Regions from separate parts of the Pan troglodytes genome. Here region 1 is linked to region 2. Evidence: chromatin contacts called from public Hi-C data. All regions are on one chromosome and are shown on one strand. The core of a region is the stretch at or near the end of the contact, and the rest is flanking DNA. Distances in the headings are between cores, read along the strand shown.

Evidence for each region. A called contact is a pair of places that touch in the nucleus more often than the background predicts.
Region 1: a contact with region 2 is called in a Hi-C map of induced pluripotent stem cells, with 2.2 times the contacts expected there. The contact joins two enhancer-like sites. A contact is called at or near these places in 3 of 7 Hi-C or Micro-C datasets (induced pluripotent stem cells and stem cell-derived neural progenitor cells).

The regions. Positions count from the first base shown.
Region 1 is chr15:97,888,741-97,893,543 of NHGRI_mPanTro3-v2.0_pri, forward strand. EML1 (EMAP like 1) reads left to right here. Exons shown (of 22, transcript XM_009428453.5): 5 at 4,440-4,468. Among named protein-coding and RNA genes, the nearest start is that of EVL, 83 kb to the right of the region's middle. Within about 2 kb of position 2,636, at least 8 of the 24 cell types and tissues checked have an H3K27ac peak or open chromatin away from gene starts, as enhancers often do. A contact at or near this core is called in induced pluripotent stem cells, where this site is marked.
Region 2 is chr15:97,524,313-97,529,262 of NHGRI_mPanTro3-v2.0_pri, forward strand. All of the region lies in intron 2 of CCDC85C (coiled-coil domain containing 85C), which reads right to left. Among named protein-coding and RNA genes, the nearest start is that of CCNK, 45 kb to the left of the region's middle. Within about 2 kb of position 1,884, at least 4 of the 24 cell types and tissues checked have an H3K27ac peak or open chromatin away from gene starts, as enhancers often do. A contact at or near this core is called in induced pluripotent stem cells, where this site is marked.

The sequences.
Region 1 (4,803 bases), core at 1,386-3,885, 370 kb after region 2:
GCCCCCTTTCAGGAACATGGGGTTAGGTTAGTTAATGTAGATGAAAGAGATAAGAGCAGATCCCCGCTCTGAGGCACAGTGAATATCTGTTGAGTTGCAGCCTGGACACGTCGTCCACTGGACTCTCCTCCTTATAAATGCCAGTCTATGGTGCAGCAAATAGGAGCTTTATCAGATGAGTAAAAACCAACCACTCTTAGACCATCCCTGTGCCCAAAGTCCACAGTGAACACATTCAGGGATTTGGACTTAGACATACGTGTTCACAGCTGCCTCTGCGGTGTTGACCGCACTGGTGTCTGTTGGTGTGAGCCTCCCAGCTCAGACTGCACTGCTGTCTGTTGGTTGACTGCACTACTGTCTGTTGGTGTGAGTTTTTCCTTGGGGCAGATGTCTAGTGTTCTCTTGCCATCTCCCCATACAGCTGCTGGTCTGGTGAAGATTCAAATGTACCTCATCCTCCGTTGAGTCTCCACGACTGCTTATATCTTATATCAGCTCTCGAACCATTCAGCTCAAGGGAGCATACAGCCGAGCTCTTTCAGCAAATCTCCTTCTTACAAGCAATAAGAACTGTGCTGGAGTTCGTCTTGGAGATATTGGCCACAACTTAACACCAGAATAGCCAAGCGCTGAGAGTTTGTTCACCGGGGGGCAAATCCTTTCTCTCCTGCAGGCTTAGTTCTGTCATGGGCTTCAGGGGCAGGTGCAGGACATCTTGATTGACTTCACACCGGGCAAGGGATGAATGAAGCCTCATTCTGCAGCTGGTGCTCCTTCACCCTTCCTAGGACAGGACTGGGCATTCTCCCCCGCACCCCCCCACCGCCATGGAGCCACACCCCAGCTGCTGAGGGGATATTAAGTCACCCACTTAATTTTTTCCATCGAGCTCACATCAAGAAATGGGGAATCAGAGATGAATTACGTAACACCTTGAGAAGCGATCATCTCCCACTCCAAGTGAATTCACCGCCCAAGCATGTTTCAAAATAGTGCTGGGTCTGAAGGACCCACTCTCAATTTGAGTGGCTGTGCGTTCTGGAGAGATGCACTTTCTGCATACGGCTCCCGTCAACACACTTTGTTGAGAGGCCACGGTGGCTTCAATGTTCTCTTCTGGTTATCACTGCGCATCTGTGTGTTTGCCTTTCTATCAGTTGTTCAGAAGATTCGTCATCATTTTATGGGTTTATATTCTAAGATTTGCATGCAAGAGTGAAATTACCTCCTCCCAGGCTTGCCTTTTAGAAAAGGTGGTGGTGCATTGGCAGGAGTAATGGGTTCTAAACAAATATGCTGGGTTTTTTTCAATAAAAACTCAACTTTCTAAAATAATAAAATGTAGCAGTAGTATATTTTCTAAATACAGCATACCACCAAGTGATACATTGTTTAGAGCATGATTTAAAGAAATGTAAGCATTTTAGTACCACCTGATACCTCTCTCAATGACCTTAGTTGTTAACATTCCTGCTACCTAATCTGTTAATAGAAATCTTTTCATTCTTCCTCTTACAGTTCTTCAGTGTCGAAGGTCCATGAGCTTCCCTGTATGAAGCGTTCAGATTCCCTTGCGGATTTTCTCTTTGTAGGAAGAACATAGTTCATAATTGCTTTTTTCTGTCTCTAGGGCAAGTTCTGAATTTCTCATTTCTGTGTTCATAGCTTTTGCATCATTCTACTTTTGTGATCAAAGTCATGATAAAAAAATAGTTTTCTTATCTTTTGATTCCATACCTGGCTTCCCTTTGATTATGTTTCTGTAATTAGATTTGCCTCGTAGTCTTTTGTCAGCTTTCCTTCTGTCCTCACCTCCTTCTGCCTGTAAGTTTAATCATATATGTGAAATTTGGAGTTAAGATTTCTTCTGCTTCTGCTTAGCACACAGAAAATGACAAGAATGTCACTCCCACCCTAAAAATGAGAACAATTCAGGTATCTACAGTATCATAGCTATTTTAAGGCCACCATGGAGCTGAGGACAGAAAGTAGTATAATGAACTGAAGTGTTACTGAAAAGTGGCAAGCCCATCTGAGGAGGGACAGGCCCCACGGCTGCTTTTGTCTCTGGCAGAGTGGCGGGGAGAAAAGGGGAGCCCTCTTAGATGGGAGTAGGAAATCACCTGGAGCTGTAGAATTGGGAAAGGCTGAGTGTGGACTGGCAGGAGAGTTCAGAGTCCTCAGGGGCTCTGGGCACATGAGAACCCTCCCCCCGCTCAGACGCACTCCACTTTTCCCCAGACTTCCGTGAGTGTGCGTGGTGGATTGGGAGCCGGACAGGCGGCTGAGAGAGACCCACCGAGGCAGAGGCATGCCAGGAGGAAAGCCGAGAGACGTTCTCCACGCTCAGGGCCTTGAACTAAGTGCCAGGCAGCAGCTGGCCACCCCCGAAGGAAGGATGAGGAAAGCTGAGAGAGAGCCCTTTGAGGGGTGGGTGTGTAGTGAGGTCTGGGGACCTGGAGGATGGAGAGAAACTCCATCTGCACACCAAGCCCCACACCAGGTTCTTGGCAGCAGCTGTGTGTGCCCCGGGGAGAGGCAGGATTGCTGAGAGCTGACCCCACCACCCCCCACCAGGCACAGATCCTTGGGGCCTGCTGAAGGCTGAAGACGGAATTCCACAGGAGCTCCAGGCCTCACACCAGGGCAGCCGCTGTCTATTGTCCAAGGCCCTGGGAATATAGCCATGAACAGAAAGATCCCTGCCCCTGTGGAATTGCCTCCTGGTGGGAGAAACAAAATGAAGGCAGGGGGCAAATAAGTGCTATAGAGAAAAATAAAGCAGGAGGGGCGGGGGCTGTGGCGAGCAGGGCGTGAGGAGGGTTTCAGTATGGAGCAGGGAACATGAATCTGTACACACAGCTACAACAGTGGCCTGAGAGTGGCTGACTTCGGGGAGGATGGTCCAGGAGGGCCCATGAGCCAGCGCCTGACACGGAGCCTGCTGGGCCAGGTTCCCAGAACAGCAGGGAATATAGTGAAGGGAGATGAGCTCGGAAGAATACAGGGGTCAGGTGCAGATTGGATAGGGCCTTGTAGGCCAATGTAAGACCCAGGCTTTCAGGTTCAAAGGCTGTGCCATGCCTTTTTAGTAGTATTTTCAATGACCATAGTTTAGAGTTTAGGAAACTAAGCCTATAGCTTACAAAACTACTTTAAACAATTTGAACAGAGTAAACCACTTTTAACGCATCAGGAAAGTAGTAGGCTCTACCGCCCCACCCCATGTGCTACAGGAAATTATCTGGAAATCAAGAATATTAATATAGAATATTACTTACTACATCTTGGGATTAAGGATAGTTTTTATTCCTGGTGTTTTTCATTGTGTTTCAAGTCAAAAATTGAGGAATAATATTAGGAATATATCTGCTCAAGTTTTTGTTTTAAATACACACACACACAAAATGCATATGTACTCCTAGCAGCATTTAAGGCACTATGGTGAAACCAGTGCACCCCTTGACTCCCGTTTATTTCCTGTGTCGTCTTTTGTATCTTAAAGCAGGCAGAAGTCAGGGAAGCTAAGCAGTGCAAAGCATGAACTTTGGAGTCAAAGTTGAGGTCAAGGGGTCACCCCCCTCCCTGAGCTCTCTCGGTCTCCCTGTCCCTGTCTGGAATGGAGACGGTGCCATCTCCCCAAAGGTGGTGTCATGGGAGGGGTGCCCCTGGCAGGAAGTAGTGGGTCTGCAGTGGCGGCCGCCTCTCCTTCTGCCCCCAGGGTCCCCTCGTGGAAGTTTCTCCTGTGAGGTGCTTGCTCCTAGGGATGTCCAGTCTGCCTGCGGCTGTCTGTCCTTAAATGCTTCCTGGGTTTGGTTTCCCAAGTACTGTCATGGGGTGGTCTCACCTGCTCATGGTGGGTGCCCAGGGTGACTGAAGTCAGCAGGGGGGTCCCTACCTCTCCCGAGGGATGGCTGAGCTGGAGGGCACCACACCCTGGTGTTCCCCCCTTCTCTTTCTATTTTATGCTCACCCACTTGTCTTCCGAGAACAGCCATCTGCTTAGGAGGTGAGCTCTAAAAGGCCTCACCAAAAGATCTTTTGTCAGGAATTTGCTAGTTTTAAATAAGTTCTTTAAATAATCTGTCAGAAGAGTGTAGGGAATAAAAACAACCGTTTTTACACATTTAGACAGGGTCATTCTCTTCTTGATTAACCACATTTTTTCCTCCCCGAAACACTTACTTGCAGTCATAAAAAGCACAACTTTGGTGATAAAGTGAGGATTGCAATCTCTTGCACCTATGAGATTGTTTATGATTGTTTATGTGTGTTCCTTTTTGCAGTGAAATTGGTCGTGTTTTTCTTATTAACGTGTATAACTTATGCAGCATTTGTGTGGCAGACTACTGCAGCCGTGGCTTTGGGGTCTGAAGTGAATGAGATTAAACACCCACAGCACCCTTTAAAAACTGTTTTTCGTTTTATTTTCACAGCAAACCCAAGGAGCCTGTATTCAGTGCAGGTAAGTCTGATTTAATTTATGTATGGGAACCCCTCACTCACTTTCTCAGAACTCAAGGGACAGAAAAGAAGTAGCCAGCTTCAGGGGCCAGCCTTGGACACACAGGAGCTTTGGTTTGTGCAGACCCAGATGGAGCTTTGTACCTGGGGGTCGAATGGCTCAGATAGTGACAGCGAGACTGCCTTTAAACAGTCATAAAGAGCAAACCCTTCACCTACCCTCTCCAAAACCAATGTAAGACATGCCAGTAAGGAGGAGAGTGGAATGCCACCACCTATGCCATGATGGAATTTCTAGATTAAAAGGTGTCTGTTGCCTTGGTTATTCCTTCCTTA
Region 2 (4,950 bases), core at 634-3,133:
GGGAGGCCCAGGCTGGGGCTGGGCTGGGGCAGGGGCAAGGAAGGCAGGACAGGCTGCAGCCATGTCTGGGGTCCCAGTTCCACTCACCAGCCCCTCAGCCTGGCTGTGAAAGATCCCACACACACCCTGCTTGCCTCCCTCAAAAGCTGGACCTGGCCCCGCACTTCTCAGAAGCCCCAGCCTCACTGAGGTCCAGCTCTTGTGTTCTCCCAGCCCCATCAGAGCCCTGGCCAGGCCCCCCACTGGGGCTGGGAGGTCTCAAGAGCTTGGCTCAAGGGCCAGCAAACAGCCGTGTCCTGCGGGGGTGAGGAGGCAAGTGGATGCTCTATTACCAGCTCCCACGGAGGCCACGGAGCCAAGACAGGAAAGCAGGGATCCGGCACTGACTCCCCTCATTAAATAGCCCACGCCCACCAGACGCCGGTCAGCCAGGGCAGCTGGGCACTGGAGGCTGGGAGCTGCTTCCTGGGCCTCAGGGAGGACCTGGGTGTGGTCCAAGGTCAGGGAGGGACATAAAGGAGAGACAGAGAAGTGGGAACCAACCTTCCTGCAGGGCCCCCAAAGTGTGATGGGTTTTAGATAACCCTGGCGAGCATCACAAAGGGGTCTCAGCACGGGGGCCTTGGGCACAGCCCTGAACCATCAAATGGGACTGCCATGCCCTGACCACGGCATTAACCCTGGCTGACCCTGCCTAGGTTAACTAGAGGCACTCACGGCCCGCAGGTGGAGGTCAGATCAAGGAAAGCCCCCTCCCCATCCACCAGGTACCAAAAAGAGGAAGAGGCTACAGCCCCCACCCCTAGGCCCAGCACTCACTCACCCTCCCCCAACAATGAGTGACACCCCTCCCCCCACCCCATCAGAGCCACCCATGCCTCCCTGGGTCACCTCTCCTGAGAGATGTACCCCTAGCTCCACTTAAGGGTGAAAATTCCAAACCACCTGATTTTCTTGGCCAGAACTCTGCAACAGTAAGAGAGTTACAAAATCTTCTCCAATGGAGAATGCATTCTAAGCCAGCACACACTCTGAATGCGTGCGTGCACATACACACAGTCTGACTACTGGGCCACACAGCCAGGAAGGGTACACCTGGGATTGGAACAGCTGCCCTCCCCTTCAGCCGGCCCTGCCCTGCCCTGCCCTGCTCAGCTTCTGTTTGGACTCCAGCGTCCCTTCCTCCACATCCTCTCTGGCCCTCGACCAAATGGGCTCCCACGTGCTGTTACCGAAAACGGAGGTTTGTGCTGCCGTCCCCTCCCCTCCCCCAGATAATTTCCCTGGGAGGAGATGTGTGTGCGTGAGCGTGAGGGAGGTTTTTAATTAGCTGCACGCAATTCCCACCCTTGCCTTCGGTGAGCCTCTATAAACATTTGCATGTCCATAGAACTTTATTAGCAAGCCACAAAGCCAGGCAGGAAAAACGCACAATCTCTCATTAAGGGGCAATGTGACTAATGGCGCATCAAATGAGTAACCATTATTGCACTTAAATCCAAATTAAAAATCCTGCTATGAGACAGGTCGCTGCCTTTGCAGAATGAGATTCCCTAGGATTTCCCCGAGGAGGGAAAGCAGGAGCTGAAATCACCTGCTGGGCTTGTTCTGCACACAGAGAAGAGCTCCAGCTAAGGAAGGTGCTGGCCCTTCCTCAGGCAGAGGCAGGGGGTCCACTGCCGCTCCCCAGAAACACCCGCCTGCCCAGTCTTCCTCGGGTGGCTCCCTCAGGACCCAGGGAGAAGGGATCTTACACACAGAGCTGCCAGCTCAGAGCTCAAACAAGATTTCCCGAATCCTTAACAGGGTGGGGCCAGCCCTGCCAAACACTCAGCGTGGCCCCTTCCACCCTGGCCAGGCCCAATCCGCATTACTCACTTCTAGAGCCTCCAGAGGGCAGCATGAGTGTCCTGGACTAGGGAGGAAGAGACCCAGGAGGTTGCAGGGCCTCCTTTTCCACTGAGGACCGGAGTTCAGGACACCCCCAGCCTGTATCCAGGGCCTTCACTGCAACACTGCCCGACTCGGGGCCCAGCGAGGACTCGCTGGGTGAACTCCAGTTGTTCCCCAGCCCTTTCTGGGCCTCTGCAGTGCGGCCCAGCCTTCTCCCCAGAGGGGAACCCCGTCCTGCAGGGAATGCCTGCCTGCAAAGCTGCAGGGGGCCTATGTGGGGCCACCCTGGGGTGACCCCTAGGGAGCATTGTCAGAGGGGGTGCTGAACAGAAAGAGGGTAAGACATGGAGACAGAGCCCACCCGCCCCAGCCTGCCCACCTGAGGCTGCTTGTTTGGGAAGGATGGGTGGGGTGGCTGCGGGCAGGAAGCGCCTTTCTGGGCTGTGCTCAGGGGAGCTGCTGTCACCCTGCTTCCTGCTCCCAGAGAGCTTTTGGGCCCTCAAATGTGCTGCATCGGTTATGTGTCCGAGAGGCACAAACAGAGCGCCTCCTGTGTGCCAGGCACCACGCTGTGCCCCATCAGGGAGGCAGCAACTAAAGGGGAGTGAGGGCTGGGGGTGCGAGTGGAGGCAGGCACTGAAGAGGGGGTGCCCTGTGTCCCCACCTGGGCAGCCTGCCCACAAGTGACCACTTGGACCACCAGACTGGGAGCCCCAGGCTGATTCATACGGAATGCCCTGGGAAGGAGTCCCCGTGGAAGGGCCACCTGGCGCGACTCTGGACCGGTGTCTCAGTGCTCGGCGCAGGGATGGGTGGGGACCTGCGAGGCTCCTCCCTCCTCAGCACCCTCCAGGATGCCTGCCTGACAGGTGAGCATGGGCCCTTGGCACCGTGTGGCACAGCACAGCTCGGCTCAGCCGGACAGCCAGGTGTGGCCAGGGTCCAGGACCACAGTGGACAGCAACGCAGCCACATCCCTCTCCCCCTCCCAAATTTAGGTCATGCCAATGACTGTGTCTGACTTAGGAGACACTGTGGGGCTCAGGGAGAGGACCCCAACACAGGCCTCCCCCAGCCCAGACTCTCCTGGGTCAGGTGCCCTCCTGTTTCTGGCCTGTGGGGGCTCCAGGGTATCTGTCACAAGAGGCCAGTTTCACCGCAGCTGAAGAGCTTGAAGGTGCCGTCTGCAGAGAGGGGCCTACATCCACCCTCAGAGCAATGGGAACCTGGGCAGGAAAAAGCCACATGAGCCCAGGCCCCGTGCAGCTCCTGCAGGCACTAACAATGCCTCTGCCCTGAGCGTGTGCTGAGAGGGTCTCCAGGTCCCCGTGGTCACTGTGCAGTCCCCAGGCTGGGATGGGGGCCAGGTTGGAGGACAGGGAGCTGGAGAGAGCTCCTTCCAGTTCACATTTCCTGCCAATCCCACTCCCACAGATGAGCCATCATCCCAGGGGCTACGGAGGCGAGAGGTGAGACCCAGGGGGCAAGGCCACGGCCCAGTGACCACCCCGTCCCCAAGACCTGGCGACCTCCCTCCAGGAAGAGGAAGTGGGGGCAAGGCCAGGGCCCAGGGAACACCCCGTCCCCAAGACCTGGCGACCTCCCTCCAGGAAGAGGAAGCACTGTGGGAGCTCCCAGGGTTGGTCAGTGATGCGTAATCAATGGTCTGGGTGCCGAGTAATAAACCCAGGGCCTCAGCGGCCTGTCAGGCTGACACCTCCACCCAGGAAGTGCTGGAAGACAGCGCACCCTCAGCTGGCTGGGCTGGGGGACCCACCTGGAAGCAGAGGCTCGAATGCGTGACTTGGGGAGACCATTCTCCCACCAGGGGCCCCAGCAGCTCCAGGGGCAGCTGGGGCCACAGACTAGCCTGGGCTCCACTGTCCTGCTCCAAACTAAAGCCCACCAAGATTCAGCTGTCATCCGTCTCGGAGATCCTCAGAGGGAGAGTGCAGAGAAAGCAGGGAGGACGCAGGACAGGGCAGGGGTCAGGGCTGTGCAGCGTAGCACAGAGGCCTCCACAGAAGACAGGCCTCAACTTGACCCCACGGGAACCACACCAGAGTTGTTCCCACGAGGGCACGCAGGAGGTTTGTGTCCACACGTCCGTCAGTCATGCCTGTGGGCTGCTCTGGAAGGGGAGGGAGACTTGGCACTGCGTAATGACGTTGTTGGTTTATCGTCTGTCTGCATGGCTGGACAGGTGTGGTTCACCTCCCAGCCCAAGCCCAGGTCTGGCACACAGTTGGTCAATGGTTCTCAAATGGGGGTGATGCCCCCAGAGGACAACTTGCAGTGTCTACAGACACTTTTTAGTGTCGGCTCGGGCACGGGGTTGAAGACCCCCGGAGGGGTAATGCGGGGCAGGTATTCTGGGGCAGGCAGTCTCAGGACGGGGAGAAGGGGACAAAAATGAAACCATGTGGAGGCCTGAGAGCTGGCAGGAGAGTGGCCAGTGCCTAAAGGGCCTGGCTCCACGGGTCTCGAGGCTGGGCACAGGTGGGAGCCGAGTTCACCCAGCAGCTCCCCAGTCCCAGGCCCTGTCCAGCAGGGATCTGGCTGCAGCCCAGGGTGCCTGGCATGTTGACTCATGCTGACCCTCAGAACTGTGCAACCCACGCAGAACCCTCAGCCCAGTGCCCACCCAGCTCAGCAGCCCTGGAGACCTCCCTCAAGGACCCAGGCAGCTTCCCACCGGGAGCCACAGCTGGGTGGGCATGTGGGCCCCGGCCTCGTCTCCACTAACTCATGCAGACTTGCAAGCCTCTTCTCCCTCCAAGCAGGTGTCTCGCTTCAAAGTGGGGATTCGCACCAGCCCTGCCACCCTGCAGAGGCGGGAGGACCCCGGGCACCTGGGCAAGGTGCGTGAGAAGGGGCTCACACCACGGAGAGCCCTCGGGGGCGGTCGCTGCATCACTGTCTTGCTATTATTTTGCAAAACTGGAAGTTTCGCCAGTAATGCCAGCTCGAGGAGAGGGCAGATCCCAAGGAGACTCTAAAGGTAGGGCCAGCGCAGCCTGGGAAGGAAGTGCTCCCAGGAAAGAACGGGAGGGTGCT